2 separate regions of the Sus scrofa genome follow, and region 1 is linked to region 2. The links are chromatin contacts, called in public HiChIP or PLAC-seq maps. All regions are on one chromosome and are shown on one strand. The core of a region is the stretch at or near the end of the contact, and the rest is flanking DNA. Distances in the headings are between cores, read along the strand shown. Region 1 overlaps PSMB7 (proteasome subunit beta 7). Region 2 has its middle 53 kb from the start of NEK6.

Region 1 (6,360 bases), core at 1,315-3,814, 150 kb before region 2:
AGTGTGCTTTTTGCTTGGATTAATTATTAGAGGAACTTCTCCACAGCTCTGTGGGAAGACTTGTCAGCAGGTTTGTTTGGACCTCCTCCTCTTGCCTGGGGTTTGGTCCAGGCCGTCAACTGCTTAGAGAGAAATTGTCTCTAGGAGCCCGCTGGCTTGCTCTGTTAAGTAAGTTACCATTTATTAAGCCGTAGCTATGTGCCAAACCCTATGGTAGGTGCCTTCTGTACTTCATTTCTAATTCTTGCAGCAGCCTTATGATAAATCCTGATGTATCGTCACTGTATCACACAGGAGCGGCATGAACTCAGAGAGGTGATATGACTCGTGAGGTTGCACAGCAGTAAGTAGGAAACTGGAGATCCAAACCCAGTCTGTCTGCCTCCACATCTGTCAGATGATCTTGAACCTGGGTTGCCCAGCTACCTTGCAGTCACTGGGGTTGTGGTGGTCTTGGCTGAGCAGCTCAAAGTAAAAGAAAGCTGCCGTTGGCCTGGAGGGCCATTTTTCCGATAGCCTGGTTGAGTCTGGCTGCTCTGTCTACACACGGAATCCAAGTTCCCTTGTGACTAGCAACGTAAATCCAAGAACAGCTGGCCAGGGGAGGATGGCGGCCCGGCAGTGGGAGAGAGCCTCACACCTGGGCCTGGCCAGCTGTCCCCAGGCAGATGCTGCTCAGAGCTCAGGTCACTTCACCTCTTCCAGAAAACGGAGGGGCAATATTTCCCTATGAAGAATGAATCCTAAAGGCGGTAACAATGCTTCTTGTATTTACTGCAGGCCAGAGACAGATAAAAATGTGGTGTTTTCCCCCACCTCTTGCTTTTAGTTTGTGGTTTTTCTCGATAGCTTTCCTAAATATGTGGTAGCACGTGTTAAAGACAAGACTTGTTTAATTGTGAAATTCCACTATAAAGAAAACACAGTAAGAATATGCCCAGTAGCATATTTGCATATCTGTCTAGAATTCTGGGTATGGAAATACTGTGGTAAGAGACCATAGTCGTCACATGAGGCAGTTCCTGGAACATAGTAGGTGTCTGTAAATATTTGTTGAAGACATTAACTGTGTAAGTGGTTAGACAAAAGAGCCTTAGTAATTTTTACCCGATTTGCCTTTTGAGGGTTTTTGCTGGGGGTGGGGGATATATGAAGTAAGACTTTGGATCTGAATATTGCTCTCTCTCCGCCGTATTACACTGTAGAAATGTGTAGGTGGTGGTCTCTGGGCGGTTTTGGGAAACTGTGGAAATGACCATCAGAGGGGCTGCTGGTTGGCCCAGAGAGAGATGGGCAGCCACCATCCTTCTCTTAAACTTGCTCAGGTTCTGAAGATCCTTGCTGATGGGGGAGCGACACCTGCATCAAGAGACAGCTGTCTCCTGTCCCCGACGTGCCAAGGAGCTCACAGCTGAGTCAGGCTACTTGTGAGCTGGTGTGGTGCCCTGGCATTCCGGCTCTGGAGCCCAATGGACCTGTCTTACTATTTCCTACTGTGCGACCCTGTGGGCTCTCTCAGCCTTAGTTTTTGACAGTACCAACCTCAGAAGGTGGTTAAGGGCAGGAGTAAAATTGATGATCATCAAAGTGCCTGCCTAACTCAGTACTTGGCACATTATACTAAGTGCTCAGTAAATTGTAAGGTTCACTCCTTTCATAAATCTTCAGCCCTGTGTATGTGAGAGGGAGGTAGGACTGGGGGGAAAAAAAAGACTTGTGAGATTTCCTTCCTTAAGGAATTATCTTCCCTATAATGGGGAGATGGATGGGGTTAAATGTATGTTCCCTAATTTTTAAAGACATACTTAAATAATAGCACATACGATAATTTTATGAGTAAATCAGGCTCTACACAGTACCTTTTACACATTTTTAAGTTTCATAAGTTCATCTACTCACATTAAGGAATATTTGGAAAATAAATCTTCCATTCCCATCCCCAAATATAAACTAGTTTGAGAAATTTAAACCTGCGGAGCTGTAACCACTGCCAGCAGGATTTGTGACGTCTACTTAGCACTGTTGGCTGGCTCCAAGCACCAGCAGCAGTGACAAGAAAGCAAAGGAAATAATAGAACAGCAGAGAAAGGAGGAGAAGAGGAGGTGGTAGATCAGGAGAAGGATGTAACAAGCAAGACACACACGCACACACACGTTGTTTATTAAGAGAAGCAAGTTGGAATGGGGTTGCATTTGTGAAGTTAGTGGTTGGTTTTTGCTGTCTCTGTGGCAGCAGCAGTAGCAGCAGCAACCATCTCCTGCTCTGAGATGCTTTCTTTGCTCCCACCTTCACTGGTTGCTGGTAAGGCCTTTGGCCTCTATAGACTTGGGACTCTCAGCAGAGAATTTCCTATCAGAGGATCCTGTTTGAATGAATCCTACAGGGCTCTATCTGCGCAAGAGGATAACTGGTTTCATTGGCCCCACATAGGTACTGCTCAGGAAGTGAAAAAAAAATCTGGTGGGATCAAGATCAGAATAACCCCCAGCCCCTGCTGCTGGGTTGCTGAGGATCCCACTTCCAGCAGGGCCTTCTCTATCCTTCTGTGAGTCTGCAGAGGGCGCTCATGTCACTGGCATCCCACTTACTGGCTTAGGGCAGGCAGGGGAGCAGGAGGCCTGAGAGTGATCTCTCAGATCTTCTCGTGACTTGAAGCCAGTGAACCTGCTCTTTGATGTCAGACTGGAATTTGGGGCCTGGCACTGGCGTTTCTCCCAGGATGTTCCTTTAGTTCATCTTGCATGTATATGGCCCCTCATGCCTGGGAAGGAGCTGAAGTTAATATTAATAGTCTCTTCTTTGGGAGATTTTTTTTTTTTTTTGGTCCTTGTTGTGTAAAGAGCTTGAACTTGGCATTTCTCCAGGACTTGCCTTGCTGCTGCTGGTCTTCTGTTTCACTGCCCTGTTTTCTGAATGTCTGGTGTGCAGCCTGTCTTCAGCCCTCCCTGAGGCTTTGCTGACCCAGCCGGTTCCCACAGCTCCTTTTCAGTTATCAATTAACTCTCACTACACTGCGTTGTAGTTCCTTGGGTCTCTTGATCCCACTGGACTCTACACCCCTGCAGGGCAGGGGTCTTGGAGGCTTTGCCCATCTCTGCATCCCTAGCTTGGGTACAGGACCCTGCAAGTGATAGGCCTTTGGATAAGAAATGAATTCATCTACTTGTTCACCAGTAACTGTGGGAGACTTAGACTTGCCCTTAAAGGAGAAATGAAAGAGAGTGATTCCAAAAATGAATCACTTTAGTGAACGTGCGTTCTCATTAGTAGGAGGTGATAGAGTTTTTGGGGCAAGAGGTCCCCACCCTTGGCTTTGCCAACATTTCCCCAGAACCATTATGTTCTGGTGTTAGTTTTTTCCCTGTGATACTGACTTTCTTCATTGTGTTACCCAGGAAGCAGATCGCAGCCACTTGGGGACATTTTTGATCACGGGTCTGCCCATGGACCCAAATCCAGCCTACCGTTCATTTTTGTTTAATGGAGTTTCGTTGGCACACGGTCATGCCCATTTGTTTACAGACTGTCTGTGGCTGATTGTGCTGCCATGACTGAGTTGAGTAGTTATGGTGAAGACTCTATATTCACAAAGCCTAAAATATTTACTACCTGGTCCTTTGTAAGGAAGGTTTACCACCCCCCGTTTTAGGTGATAAATTGCTCTGTCAGCCCACAGGATTCAGTTAGGCGGTGAGCGTCTGGTGTGAAGCGGTGTGTTGAAGAGAGGGCGTGTGCGGTAAAGGGGCCCTGACTCACCAGCTGAGGAACCTGGGGCAAATCCTCAAGGAGCTTTGAGACCTTTGGTTCATCTCTAAAACAATGCCTGCCTCATAGGTAGGCTCCCCCCCTTTCCCTTCCTGCTCGTGACAGCGCTGTGGACAGCAGAGCAGCCCCTCCATTTGACTGTGGACATTGTTCTTTTCTTTCTCAGGAGGAGGAAGCCAAGCAGCTAGTGAGTGAAGCCATAGCCGCCGGCATCTTCAATGACCTGGGGTCTGGAAGTAACATTGATCTCTGTGTCATCAGCAAGAGCAAGCTGGATTTTCTCCGCCCGTACTCCGTGCCCAACAAGAAGGGGACCAGGTAAGTGGAAGAGATGAGATTGTTCCTGTGTCCCGCGACTTCCACGGCCACCTTTGTTAGATTCATGACAGTTGGACGGGATTTTCTTGATCCTCACCCGCATTAAGTAAAGCCGGTATCCCCAAGCCAGCTTTACCCAGCAGACCTTTGATTCATTATTTGCTTTACGATTGTGGGCTGCTGTCAGGTTTAGAAAAGTGCTGTCATTTGTAAAACGTTGACGGGAAAGGATGGGTGGAAAGAATCCCAGGTAGGGGTTGTGGGGAGAGGTTTGGATCACTTTCTCTAGTCACTTAAAGACTCCTCTGAATTCTCTATGAAATTCTGTGAGAAGGAACATTTTCCAGGGCAGCCAGCCCGTAGCTTTTCCTCAGGGTGGTTCCAGAGTCCTAAATGGTTATCAACCATTGGTTCAGAGTTAAGAGTCTCTGAGATTTAGCGTCTGGGAGCTACCTGCTGCTTCCTAGCCTGGAGGGAACCTTGCCATTTAGCTTCGAGGCACTGGCTGAGGGGGGGGAGGGTTGGCCCAGCTGGGAGTGGAGGATAAGATTCTTGTTGATTGGCTGATGGAGCCTGGGGACCTGTACTCGCGCAGGTGAGCTGCTCATTTACAGCCCTGTATGGTCCTGACCGCTTCCTTGAAGCCTGAACTGCTTCAGGCTGTGGCTTTGTTGCTTTTTAGGGCCGAATTGTGCAGCATATGGAAGTTCCCAGGCTAGGGGTCAAATTGGAGCTGCAGCTGCAGCCTATGCCACAGGCACAGCAACGCAGGATCCAAGCCATGTGTGCAGCCTACACTGCAGCTCACAGCAATGCCGGATCCTTAACCCACTGACTGGGGCCAGGGATTCAACTTGCATCCTCATGGATACCAGTTGGGCTTGTAACTGCTGAGCCATAATGGGAACTCCTGAGATGTGGCTTCTGAGCTCTGTTCCAGCTGCCTACTCTGAATGTATGCAACAGCATTTATAAACTTGGCTCAGCCAGAGGAGAGGAAAGCACATTATCTCTTCAGTCTCGCTTTAACGCCCACCATGTGTTCTCAGCTCTGCGTAATCCACAAGGAACAAAGAGAACACTGAGAGCCAGCAGGTGTTCACTGCAGGGTCAGCCCAGCTTTGTGGAGACCAGTGTGTTGGTGACAGGTAGGGCAGCGCAGCAGCAATGAGCTCCGGCTCGGGTGGGATCTGTCGTTGCCTGGCGTGGTGACTCGGGGCACCTGTCTCAGAAATGACGGCACTGGACTAGGTGATCTCTAATGAGCCCGAGGACTTCCTTGGGCCCTGGTGGGAAGGGCCTGGGGCTGTGCTGGGAGCACCTTGATGGCCAAGCACCCCTGCGTGGCCCACTTCCCCGTTATTTGCAAGATGCTGCGTGTTCCGAACAGGTCTGTGGTGAAGATGTCGGGGAAGGGGAGGTGATTAGACTGAACACTGTCCTAGGTGAGGATTCCAGAACCACGTCGGAGCCATTGAAAAGTAGTATCTGTGGTTTGCACATGGAACCTGTGCTTAGTGCAGGCGGCCTGGTCCAAAGAGGCGTGAGGCAGCAGCTCATCTTCCTTCCTTGGGATGTAGTCCCTCATCTGTGAAGGAGACAGTAAGTGACAGAACAGAAGGGAAAGGGCCTTGCTGGCTAGTCGTGAAGACCAGTGAGGTGGTGTGAAAGGCACTGAGCACGCAGCGGGTGGCGTAACCTGCCCTCTGCGCCACGTTGCTCCTCCTCACGTGGCAGCAGGCCCTGCCGCAGCAGTGTCCACACTCTGGAACCTTAGCGTCATCTTTTCAGTCAGTGACCGATGGGCGCACTCCCTGGGTTAGGGGAACCCGTTCCCAGAAGGGCATCAGGGTGAGGACAGAGCCTCACGGCCAGACAGGTGTCCTGTGCCCAGTCCTGGGGTCGGTCTGGCCCGTTCCCATTTGTCTGCCCTCAGCCCTTTGCAGCCCACTCTTACTTCAGGTAGAGGCCCTCCTTCGTGCTGCCCGATCCCAGGTGCTGTGACCCAGGATGGTTGGGGGAGCTTGTGTGTCCACACATCCTACAGATGTTGCAGGTCAGATGAATCGGGTCCACTGGAGTCAGGTGGGGCTTTGGCTCCAAGACCACAAGCTGCCGAGGGTCTCCTGTGTGGGAGCAGCGAGGGGTGGGGCATCTTCAAAAGGGGCTGCTGCTCTGATTTGTTAAGAGAACGTGGTGGAGACTACGTGACTGTGGGAAGGTTTTGCAGAAATAAAGGCCACCTGTTCTTGGCTGCACAAACTCCCACATTTGCA
Region 2 (6,191 bases), core at 1,714-4,213:
CTGTGCCCACAGCATGAGGAAATTCCTGCATCAGGAATTGAACTCAAACCACAGCAGCCACCCAAGCTGCTGCAGTGACAATGCCAGATCCTCAACCTGCTGTGCCACTAAGCGAATTCCAAGGATATTGTCAGATTAAAGGTGCCAATATATATACAATGGCCTAGGACATAGTAGATACTCAATAAACGTGGCTTCTGTTTTTGGTAAATAATTGTTTCCTAACTGACTTTGGTGGAATCCTGGGCTCTTTGACCCTATCTCAGGGGTCCTGAGTGGGAGGAGGTGAAGAGGGAAGCTGAGCAGGTTAAGCTTGGGGATCCCCCCCAATCCTGCTCCCTGTCCCCCACTGCCACAGATTCAAACCCCCTATGAATCACAACATTTCTTTGTCTTACGTTTTAGAGGTCTGCCTAATTTTTTTTTTTTTAATGCTTCTGCTAAAAATCTGGCAGTCCACGACTGCCTTAAGGTTGTCAACCCAGAGAGGACCGATTGGAATCACGGGGAAATAAGAATCGCGGTGCTGTTTTAACAATTAAGTGTTTGACATATGCATTAAGAGATATTACATTTGACTGTCAGTTTCCTGGGGCTGCAGGAGTCTGTGGCTGCACCTGTGGGTTCCCACTCACTCGCTGTGGCCCACTTCCACCCTCGCTGATTGAACCCTCTCCGTCTGGTTGACCGCTGGGCACCCCTATGATTCAGGGAACCCCTTCTCCACCGCTAGGAGGGGGATCTTCTCTAATGTGAGCCAATCACCGTGCTTCCACCCCTCTTGCCTTGGTTGATTAGAACGTGGGTGACAGGCCTATGACACCACTCTGCCCACTAGACAGGAGGAGACATTATGGGGGAGGAGGCGTCTGGGGAAGGTGTCCCCTTTGAGCCATTGCAGAAAAGCTCCTTGTTTCTCCTGCCTCTCCATGTGGCTGTCTGAAGACGTGGCTCCTGGCCCTGCAGCAGTCACCCGAGACCTGAGGGGACAGGCCTGAGGAAAGTGACCCCACCTCCAGTGTCGTCAGCTGTGACTAGGGTAATACCACAAGACAACTGTGCCCCAAATTCAGTGAGTGACACCACTGCTCAGGCTCAAGGTCACGGGTCAGCAGGTTTCCTGTGGGTTCAGCCACTTCAGGCTGGGCTGGGCTGGGCAGGGCTGGGCCCTGGGCTGCAGACTGTGGGTTGGGTTCTGGTCTATTCTGCCAGTGTTTATTCTGAGGCCTGGGCTGAAGGGGCCGCGGTGAGCAGGAGAGCACTCCTCTCCCAGCCGATCACAGGGGCTCCAGGACAAAGCAACTCCCACAAAGGCTTTTGGGGACTGGCTCACCTTCCAACAGCCAAGGAAAGCCCAGCAGAGCAGATCAGAAGCCAGCGGCTGTGTGCGGACCAACACATCCAGCCTAGTGCAGAGCCCGTGGACCTGGGAGCAGGCCTGCCCACCTTCAGTTTCCTGTGAGACAGGACATTTTGCCAGCAGAGTGGAGGTTTCTGCTACTTGCAGCTGGGAATGGCCAGTGGCAGTCGGGGTGCAAGGAGGGGCTGCAGGGCCTCGTGGGGAGAATGAATCTTTAGAAAACGTGGCTTCTGGAGCAAGCAACAGGATCTGCATGAAAAAGAGCATTGCGGATTTGAAGCCCCCCTAAATCTCCTCCAGGGAGAAAGCTGCCCCCAGGGAGAAAGCTGTCGTGTGTTTTGAACTGAAGGCGCAGCTTCATCAACCTCTATATCACGTGTGGGCTTAAGCCCTCCCACTGTAGGGACCTCTTGGCTGAGAATAAAGCCATTTGTCACAGACCCAGGAGCTGCCTGAACCTTGGGCGTGGGAGCCTTCAGTAACCCCTGAGGATGGGCCAAGGCCAAGGCCAAGGCAGAGTTTGGGTGGAGCAGAGGCTAGAGTGGCAGACTCAGGGCCTCAAAGGCCAGCCAAGGTGCCCACAGGGCTGAAGAGTTTCACCACCCAGTGGGGGGGCGGGTGGGGGGCAGAGGCCAGCAGAGGGCAACACAACCCAGACAGATTCATGGCTCCATTCAAATCTCCACTGGGGTCAACCAGAACTACCATGAGGGTGGCAGGTAGGGGTTCGAGGTAGACTGGAGTTCTGGGGTGAGGGGAGGGTTGGGGGGCTGGGTGTGTATCTTCATGTGATTTTTTATTTTCCACCCATAGGCTGATGAGACCTGGACAGCCTTAGGGCATGGGTTAAGATTTCCATGTTGGGAGTTCCCATCGTGGCGCAGCAGAAACGAATCCAACTAGGAACCATGAGGTTGTGAGTTCGATCCCTGGCCTCGCTCAGTGGGTTAAGGATCCGGCATTGCCATGAGCTGTGATGTAGGTCGCAGACATGGCTCGGATCTGGCATGGCTGTGGCTGTGGCTGTGGCTGGCAGCTACAGCTCTGATTGGACCCCTAGCCTGGGAACCTCCATATGCCATGGGTGCAGCCCTAAAAAGCCAAAAAAAAAAAAGATTCCCAAGTTTAGCACCCGCTCTGTCGCATCTCCAGATCTCCAGTGCCCAGCCAGAGAGGATAGGGAACATTCACTCAATGGATGACAACATAATAATAAGAAGAAATATAAAGCAATAGATGCTTCTGTCCACAGGATGTGGAGGGTGTCCCAGGAGGCCTTTAGAAGCACCCAGGGTGTTTGATGTCCTGTAGACACTGGTGTTTCCTGCCTCCCTCCCCTTTCTGCTAGTATCCCCCACAGTATCCAGCCTGGGGGTTGGGTGGCAAAGGCTGGTCCACAAGGAGCCCAGCCAGGCTTGGGCATGAGGCTTAGTGACTGAGAGAGGAGGGTCAGAATTCAGTGGTTTCAATAACTAAGTGCAGGCGCCCTGGTGGGTGTTGCAAATTAGTGATGCGTGTGTGGTGAGGGTGGTGGTGTGTCTCACTGGGTGTGACCACAAGACATCCGGGGACCACACTGGCAGTGGGGGAGGATGGTGGTGGCAGGAGAGGAAGAAGGAGGAGGAGGTAGGTGGGTGAAGACCAGGGGAACTTCTGGGACTTTAGGGAACTCAAATGTGTCATGGTCATTCTGACCAAAGGGCCTTGGGCACTCTGCCCACAAGATGTCGAGTAGGATCTTGCAACTGCCTTTCTGGGAGGGGTTTTTGTCACCATTTCACAGATGAGGAAGCTGAGCCTCCAAGAAGGGAAGTGGCTTGTGCTGGAATGAAGAGAATGGGGACACACTGGGAGCTCAGATGACTATGGCCAAAGGGATGGGGGATTCGAGCTTGCTTCAGGTTGAAACCGATTGCTGAGAGGGTCCACCTGGGCAGACAGATGTGATGAGCATCTCTTGTGCTCCTCTGGCCTCCACCTCCCTTCTTGGAGACTTCCTCCTCCCCCGAGGCAGAGTCCCACAGACCCTGTTAATTTCTCACTGCTCTGCTCTCCTGATGACAGTGGCTGGACCAGGGCTGGATGCTGACTCAAGCTGAGCCCATCAGCTTCTCTCTCTCTCTCTCTCTCATGATTTTGGCATTGAGATTCAGAAATGCTGGGCTGCCTTTGGGGCTGGTTACTTGAAATGAGTCCTAAACCTGGGTGGTGGTGGGGGGCATATTTGGCTGCCTGTTCATAAAATAGCAGAGGAAAGACTTGATCACAGGCTGAAATGTGTTTGTGGGAGAGAGGAGGGAGAGACAGCTGCATGGAAGGAAAGATAGTGGCACAAGGAGAGAGACAGAAAAAGAGCATGAGACAAAAAGACAGTGAGAAGAAGGAAAAGGCAGACAGGGATGTGTTTGTGAGAGAGACAGAGTTAGTGAGACAGACGTAGTGGCAGAAGGCAGGTGGGACACCTGACAGCCAGGAGCCTGGGCAAGCTGAGGCCAGCCTCTGTCTGGCTGTTAGAGCCCAAGGAATTTGAGCCAGTCCTGAAACTGCCGCCAGAATGAAATCCAGGGGTGAACTGTAAACCGGCTCTCTGAACAACAATAGCAGAGCCCTAATTTGTAGCACTTGCCAATGTCCCTGGTGTAAATATTCCTACCATGGCTACACTCAAGCGGACCAACAGGGCTGGGAGGGTCGTCCCCAGTGCAGCCAACCAGGGAAACGAGGATGAGGAATAGTTGGTGAGAAATGAACATGCTGGCAGGTGTCCTGGGGAGACCTGGGGAATGAGGAAATGCCCCCAGCTTATCACTAAAGGGCCTTGGCTTGGGTGGACCTCGAGTCTCTGGGCTGCCATGGGCCTGTCCTTGTGCCCTTTAGAGGAGCACCCTAGTGAAGGCCGGGCCTGCGAAACAGGGCAAAAACTCATTTCAGGACTCTGGACTGAGAGCAGGGCTAGAATAGTAACAAAGAGGGGGAGATTTCATTCATTCATTCATTCAACCATGGATGAGCTCCAGCTGTAGCTCCACCGCAAAGAACAAAACAGACACTGTCCTTCCCTTCCTTCAGGGAAACTGGAGTCACAAAGTGGATGTGGGTGTGATGTGGGCTGCGGAAAATGTATGGTGAGAAGCTCTGGACTGGGCTGCCCAGGGAAGGAGCGCCAAACCCCAAGTGGGGGAGGGGCACCAAGGAAGGCTGCTCAGGGGAAGGGTCTATAAGCTGAGGGCTGGGGAAGCTCGGAAGTTAGCGGAGTGGAGGAAGGGACGTGGGAGTGGGTGGGGAGAAAGGCAAGAGAAGAGCCTGTGCAAAGACCCCAGAGGTGGAAGGATGGCAGGACATTCAGTCTGGGGGGAGGTTGGGGAGGCAATCAGAGAGTCCATAGGGGCTGCATAGAGTGCTCGGAAGCCATCAGAGGCTTTCAAGCTGGGGGGTGCTGTGATTCAATGCCTCCCTCCCCTTCCCATCATTCCAGCTGTTCTGGAGGCAAAAGAGGGGCAGGGAGACCAGTTACAAATGTCCCAGCAAGAGCTGAGGGGGCTGCCCATATTTCAGAGGCAGATGGGAGAGTGATTGGGGGCTGAACGAGTCATCGGGGATCCTGGTGAGATTGTTGGTCTGAAAGATCGGGTACCACAGGGGGAAACTGGGAGAGGAATAGGTTGGGGGTGAGGGAAGCTTTTTATGGGGGAGTTTTGCCTTTTTTTTTTTTTTTTTTTGGTCTTTCTTTAGGGCCACACCTGCGGCATATGGAAGTTCCCAGGCTAGGGGTCTAATTGGAGCTGTAGCTGCCAGCCTACACTACAGCCACACAGGATCTGAGATCTGAGCTGTGTCTGCAAACTGAGCTTAAGGCAACGCTGGATCCTTCACCCACCGAGCTAGGCCAGGGATGGAACCCGCATCCTCATGGATACTGGTCTGGTTCATTACTGCTGAGCCACAAAGGGAACTCCCCATTTTTTGAAGCGAAGCCTTTTGCTCCTTTGAGGAGTTCCCCACCTAGAGAGTCTTGTTGGGAGCAAAGGGCAGGACCAGCTACATAATTTGCAGGGCCCACTGCAAAATGCAGAGCCATATGTTCAAATGCAGAGCCATATGTTCAAAAAAAAAGAAATTATTACGAATTTCTTTCTTTCTTTTTTTTTTTTTAAGGGTCGCACCCGTGGCATATGGAGGTTCCCAGGCTTGGGATTGAATTGGAGCTGTAGCTACTGGCCTACACCACAGCCACAGCCACAGCCACATCAGATCTGATCCAGACGCGACCTACACCACAGCTCACGGCAACTTCGGATCCTTGACCCCCTGAAGGAGGTCAAAGATCAAACCTGCGTCCTCGTGAATACTAGTCAGATTCATTTTCCCTGAGCCACAATGGGAACTCTGAAAAATTATTATGAATTTTAGGGAGTTTTTGCTGTGGTGCAGCAGGTTAAGAATCCTACTGCAGTGGCTGGAGTTTCTGCAGAGGCTCAGGTTTCATCCCTAGTGGGCCAGTGCAGTGGGTTAAAGGATCGGGCAATACCACAGCTGCGCCTGGGAACTACCACATGCTGAGGATGAGGACATTAAAAAAATACATTGTGCATTTTTTAAAACAAGAAAGAAAAGGCAAACAATTATTATGAATTTCAAGCATTTAGAGGCCAGTGGAGAAGGAGAATCAAGGGAAAAAATAAGAAGGAGCTGGAAATGTAGAAAACCAGAGGTGGTGGTGGTGTGATGCTAGGTGAAGGAGAGAGGGATTTTCAGAACAGCCTTGAGTGCTGCTGAGAGAGTGAGGGACCCAACCACTGGGCCAGGGCTGGGGCTCGGGGTAGGGGGATGA

The links. HiChIP or PLAC-seq counts read pairs in DNA pulled down with a chosen protein or histone mark.
Region 1: a contact with region 2 is called in an H3K27ac HiChIP or PLAC-seq map of alveolar macrophages. The contact joins two enhancer-like sites. A contact is called at or near these places in 1 of 47 Hi-C or Micro-C datasets (epiblast stem cells) and 1 of 2 datasets of contacts at active chromatin or transcription factors (alveolar macrophages).

Annotation. Positions count from the first base shown.
Region 1 is chr1:265,173,370-265,179,729 of Sscrofa11.1, reverse strand. PSMB7 (proteasome subunit beta 7) reads left to right here. Exons shown (of 8, transcript NM_001097476.2): 7 at 3,933-4,084. Among named protein-coding and RNA genes, the nearest start is that of PSMB7, 59 kb to the left of the region's middle. Within about 2 kb of position 2,564, at least 5 of the 83 cell types and tissues checked have an H3K27ac peak or open chromatin away from gene starts, as enhancers often do. A contact at or near this core is called in alveolar macrophages, where this site is marked.
Region 2 is chr1:265,022,098-265,028,288 of Sscrofa11.1, reverse strand. No RefSeq gene overlaps it. Among named protein-coding and RNA genes, the nearest start is that of NEK6, 53 kb to the left of the region's middle. Within about 2 kb of position 2,963, at least 10 of the 83 cell types and tissues checked have an H3K27ac peak or open chromatin away from gene starts, as enhancers often do. A contact at or near this core is called in alveolar macrophages, where this site is marked.